Regions from separate parts of the Triticum aestivum genome. Here region 2 is linked to region 1. Evidence: chromatin contacts called from public Hi-C data. All regions are on one chromosome and are shown on one strand. The core of a region is the stretch at or near the end of the contact, and the rest is flanking DNA. Distances in the headings are between cores, read along the strand shown. Region 1 holds the start of LOC123094495. Region 2 holds the start of LOC123091138.

The links. A called contact is a pair of places that touch in the nucleus more often than the background predicts.
Region 2: a contact with region 1 is called in a Hi-C map of leaf, with 4 times the contacts expected there. The contact joins the promoter of LOC123091138 here to the promoter of LOC123094495 in region 1. A contact is called at or near these places in 2 of 5 Hi-C or Micro-C datasets (both in leaf).

Annotation. Positions count from the first base shown.
Region 1 is chr4B:80,047,844-80,050,669 of IWGSC CS RefSeq v2.1, reverse strand. LOC123094495 reads left to right here and starts at 1,252. Exons shown (of 2, transcript XM_044516486.1): 1 at 1,252-1,521; 2 at 1,602-1,918. The coding sequence starts at 1,357. The coding sequence ends at 1,775.
Region 2 is chr4B:80,343,297-80,346,125 of IWGSC CS RefSeq v2.1, reverse strand. It overlaps LOC123091138, which reads left to right and starts at 1,336. Exons shown (of 5, transcript XM_044512542.1): 1 at 1,336-1,509; 2 at 1,636-2,021; 3 at 2,091-2,152; 4 at 2,240-2,329; 5 at 2,451-2,829. The coding sequence starts at 1,725. The coding sequence ends at 2,496.

The DNA.
Region 1 (2,826 bases), core at 3-2,502:
TCTGTCCACAGAACAACAACTTATAGTTGCACTTATGGCACATCGTAGATATGTTTTAACAAAACTGATATACTTATAAGGACATGATTGCATAACCAAATTAAACATCTAATTACATAGGTGGTTAGTGCATACATGACATTTGCACACACCAAAATAAACAATTACATGCATAATTAACTAGGAGTGCAGCGGCTTCACGACCTGCGATGGAGAGAAGAGACATGGCTGGGAGGGCGGGACAAGGGAGGTGAGGAGGAAGGGGTGGCGGCGTGAGGGAGGCGAGAGGATGAATGCGCGAGGGGGGTGGGAGGCGAATGGGAGCACGAAGAGGCAGCAGTCGCCCTCCCTCGTCTCATCCAACCACGGGCCAACCAGCAACCAACACTCAATGGACGGACACGTGAAAAGACAAAAATACCCTCGGCGCGGCACAAATTCACGCGTAGTGGCACAAGATCTTTTACCGCGGGAGCTAACTATTCATTGCTACAGGGTCTCCAGTTCGATCCAACGGCCGAAGTCCTCCAGTGGCTTGATCCGACGGCCCAGATCGCATCAAGAAAACAAAATGGACGACCGAATGTGCCAAATCGCTGTGAGCGTCTCGTGGCTGTCTAGGTTCTTATTTCTGGGTAAATGTATGTACGTGTATATGAGTACCTGCCATTGTACAGTGTTCAGAGAGAGAAAAAAACTGAACCAAGGTTCTGTTTTTATCCCTTATATACGTTCTGCGTGATTTAGGTCATGTTTGGTTCATAAGTTCTAGGACTTTTTCTAGTCCCAACTAAAAAGTCTCTAGTCCCTAAAAAGTCTCACCCTGTTTGTTTTCAGGGACTAAAAAGTCTCTAGTCTCTCACTAGAGGTTATTAAATAACCATGTTACCCCTAGTATACAGAAAAATAACAAAAAACAACACCATGGGGCGGCGGGGCAATGGATGCAGGGAGGGACATTGTTGGAAAAGTCTCAAAAAGTCCGCAAAAAGACTCTCCTTGAGAGTCTTCTTCATTTAGTCCCCAAAAGCAACTTTTTAATCCCTAATAATACTTTCTGTTAGGTTAAAAAGTCTTTAAGAGGGACTTTTTCTAGTCCCTACATAAAAAAGTCCATGTAAACAAACACCCCCTTACTTGATCATCTTAACTTTCCTTGTTTGCCCTGCCAGCTGCCTCTTATCTCCTCCCATGCGTGCGTATTTAAAGCCCTAATTGAGAAATACAGTGATTATTTACACGGTGCTCACGTCTCCGATACTAACTCGCACGCGATTCGATTTAGGTTTCCAGAGTAAACTCGTGTGTGGAAAAAGTTAGGGTAAAGCCCCGCTCGTCGCCGTCTCTCTTCCCCCAATGGCACAGTGGATCTCCTCGACGCCGTGCAACGCGTCCAGCTGCGAGGCGACAGAGGAGGCGCCGCTGCTGGACGTCGAGAAGGGCGTACCCGAAGAACGCGCCACGGCGTCGCCGGCGGATGATGGGGGCGTGGAAACGTCCGGCTGCCGGCGCTTTTTCCAGGTAACTACCTACCAGTCGTGATGCGGTCGATGTGCTACCTGAAACTGAATTTGCGCGGTGTAACTAACTGAATTCTGCAGGGGTTCTTGGCCGTTGTGTGGCTGTGCATGGTGAATCAGATGAGGATAGCCTATAACGCCTACGGTGACGCCGAAACGAGACCGCTCATGGTGTTTCTGCTGGTAGTGATGGCCTTGAGTGTCGGCAACGTGTTTCACATGTTCAGCACACAGCCTGCGTATCCTCCGGCATAATCTACCTCCGTGTTTCACTGATTTATTTGGTAGCTAGCTCGCTTTTACCACAAGTGTAGCGATCAATTTAGCCGCTAGAAAGAAAGATATATGGCATTACCCAGATTTGTGGCATGAAAATATGGCAGTGTGTACAAGTGTATGGCAGCCAAACATGCCTAAGTTTTGCAGCTGATGAGTCTCCAATGCATCTCTCTAGCCGTTCAGACTAGTTGAATGTCGGTGCAATGGTGAATGATGGCATGTGCTGGTTGCGCTCTTCGTTTCCATACAGAAACTCAACAAATAAGTCTCCCTGGAAAAATCAAAGCACTGTAAAACAGCAGTGGAAATCTCGGGATGAGATAAGCATCTCCACTACTATTAAACAATCAAACAAGAACTTTCTTACGTGCACCCCGTTAAGTGTACACCGATTAATCAGCACCGTCCGATTCTCTAAATCATTGAAATCTAACATATTGGATTGATCTAATGAGTCATCAGGGGTGCAGTTAGCAATTATAATAGGCTGACCACCACTCCACCTACAGACGAAAACTTCCCCTCCGTAATTTCTCTCTCAACCAGAAATTTCTCTCCCAAATAGATAAAGAAATCAACAATCAATCCCTAATTAATAGCGATGTCATTATAGCTAATGCTTGCAACCAGGCGTATGTGATCCATGCAAACCGGATATTCCCGCATCAATTCCTCACCCAATCAACGCCTCCATAGTCTGCATGCGTTTGTTGTTATGGAGAATAAAGGACGCCTCACCAGGGCGTGTGCTCGGGTGAGGCGCGGCACCCATGCCGGCGGCGGGGACGGCTGCTGCCATGCGGCGAGGTGGAGCAGGGTCAACGCGGCGGCTCAAGCGGTTGGGGACGGCGCCACTGCTCGATGGAGAACGCCGGGGGCGGTAGCAGCTGGAGCTTGCGAGCGGGAGACGAGAGGCTCATCGGAGGACGTGCCACCGCTAGCGTGTGAGACGGCGCTCGGGCAGTGACGCCGCGATAGTCGCCCGGCGAGGCAGCGAGCAACATGACAGGCGCGGGCGGCACGCTGC
Region 2 (2,829 bases), core at 87-2,586, 300 kb before region 1:
AGGCCCACCTGTCAGCGTAGGTCGTCGTTTCGGTGATCGCCGCGCCGAGGCCGAGGCGCATATAAACCGGAGCACCGGCATTTGGCACGCTGGCTCGGCTCCGTCTTCCTCACCCCGCAACACGCAGGCAAGCAGGGTTTAGCTTAATCCCCTCCATTTCTCTTCTCTTCCTTCAACCCCGTGCTCTCGCCTAACCTTCTGCTGGCTTCTCGAATGTTCTAGAAGGAGGAGCGCTCGCTGCGGAGATCAGTCGAGCCGAGCCCAGCCCGAGCTTCACCGGCACCGCCCCTCTACCCTTCGCTGAGGCCGACGATCGAGCCCGAAGGTATCGCGCGCCTGACCCGCCTTCGTTCCCTTCTCCCTTTTCGACCTCATCCTCTCACCTTCTTCGGGCTTCTGGAATGTTCTAGAACCAAAGCAAGGAGCGCTTGCTGCGGACGAGTCGAGCCGAGCCCGCCTCTCCTCTCCCCTTCGCTGAGGGCGCCAAGGTATCGCGCACCTGCCCCCCCCCCCCCCCCCCCCCCCCCCCCCCCCCCCCCCCCCCCCCCCTCCTCTTCTGCCATGTCGATTGATTTGGACCGGTTTCAGCACAGGGTGTTGCAACTTCTCCTAGGCTTTGGGCGCAGCGCTGTCACATATTCTCAAGTGCATTTCGATTTCTCACAGTTTATCGGACGAGCGCCGAAATCGGTCCGAATTCTAGTGCGTTTGTCGCTCGTCACACAATTCTAGCGTGTTTGTCTATGAACCGAATTTCCTTCCGCCTGTTGGGTTGATTGATTTGAGAACCAGGCGAGCCATATCTGGCCGTCAGAAACAATACGCATAGCTAAGCTCGAAACGAATGAGCACATTGCCAGGAACCACGCCATCACGCCAGTGCTTGATGATGGTGAGCGGATTGATCACGTTTCGGGCCTGATGCCAAAAGCACGAGGAAATTTTATGGTGTCCTCATGAGTCATGAACGCTCCGTGTCATCTCTGCCTTTAGTGCGCCTAATCCAATGATTTCCATGGTGATGGTGTGTATGTACATGGAAGGACGTGCTCATGGGAATCGATACACTCCTGCTAGCTACGTGTATGATTTTGGGAGCTTTGCTCCTACTTTTATAACACTACTCATCTGTATATACTTTATTTACTTCTCATTACCCGAATTGGATTGGTATAGAGTGCCTGCTTTGGCCTAAAAACCACGGCATGATTCTTGTTTGATTGATAACCTGGAGCAACAGAATATAGATTTATTCAGATTCTGAAACTATATACTGTATATTCCAAACATTTCAAATAATTTTGCAACCAAAGAGTAGATGATGAACTCTAACTTTTGATGCACTTCTATTGGACTATTTGCTACAACGTTCCTTCGGTGTACAAAACCAATAGGCATGTATCAACCAATAGGCATGTATCACATTGGTTGCTCAATGTTACAGCGTTCAAAATGGCGTCACCCCCCAACCTTGCTGACACAAAAGAGGATCCCAAGCCAGATGATGAGGTAACTAATTAGTTTTCACACATTTGGTTAATCTAACCTCATGTTTGGACCAACTTCCTTGAGAAAAATGAGAAACCCAAGTCAGATAATGAGGGATTATTAATTGCATTTCCCATTGAGCTGCAGGAAAAATCTGAGCAGAAGAAACGAATGGACCTGTACAATGGTCTGATCACCGCGGGCCTGACCACCTTCGTTGGAAGGACGGCCTTGAGATGTTAGATAGATTGAACAAGAACGACGCCAGACTAACACCTTTTGCTGCAGTATACTTTTGTGCTGCTGTTACGGCGATGATTCTGGGAATGGTCGCTTGCAAGTTCCCCATGTCAGCACCATACTCGATGAGCATCGCTGGCCATGGAGCATTCCACGCATTGCTGTTCATGTTGCTGGGACTTCACTTCGACACCTATATCTATCATGCAAGTGCTTTTTTGGCTATTGGGTGTGCTTGTGTTGGAGGTTTGCTGCTTCTTGTGTACTGGGGCTGTAGTACTGAGGATCCCATGGTAATAAACTGAGATAGCTCAAATCATTTGAACCAATTTCTTCTACGAGTCTAACCATTATATATGCAGGTTATCTCCTTCTGTGTCAAGCACGCCAAATCGGCAGGTTCATGGATATGCTCATTTATTTGGTGGGCTCTTGATCTGTCTATTTATTATTGTTTGCAGCTCTTGCTTGCTTTATTATTTTCCAACAGTTTTATTGACAATTTTGTCAGCTCCTCGTGGGGAAAGCTAGTCAACAAACTACAAAGCTATAGGACCCGGGACCCTGCCAATGAAACTACAAAACAGGAAGGAACCGAGAGGTCGGTAAAATCATCTCGGTCTATGGTTGGCTGTTGTTCTCTTTATTGTTTATTTACAAAAGATTTTGGATAATTTTGCATCTTCTGTTCCTTGGCATCTGATTAAGTTTGTATTGAACAGCATGCAGAAGCTGCTGATTAAGGATGGTGTGCCACCCGATGTCTGACCTCATAGATCCACTTAAAGATGCAGCGTGGGAGATAATTCAAACAGTGGGCAGGAGTGTTAATACAGTTCTAGCCCGGTTTGCAGGCCGTGAGTGGGCTCAATGAGCTCTGTAATAGTTTTCCTCTTTTAGCTTTGTTTGGTGGCAACGTTCAGGAAGGAATGGCAGATCGGCCGGCTTGTAGCTGGAACACGGAACAGAGGTGTGGGTGGATGGGTGGTTCCTCTGATAATATACACTATAGTTCGTCTTGATTCCTTCGATCTGGTGCTCCCAACCCCAGCTAGATACTCTTATCATTGATCTGCTGATATTCTTCGTCAATAACGATTT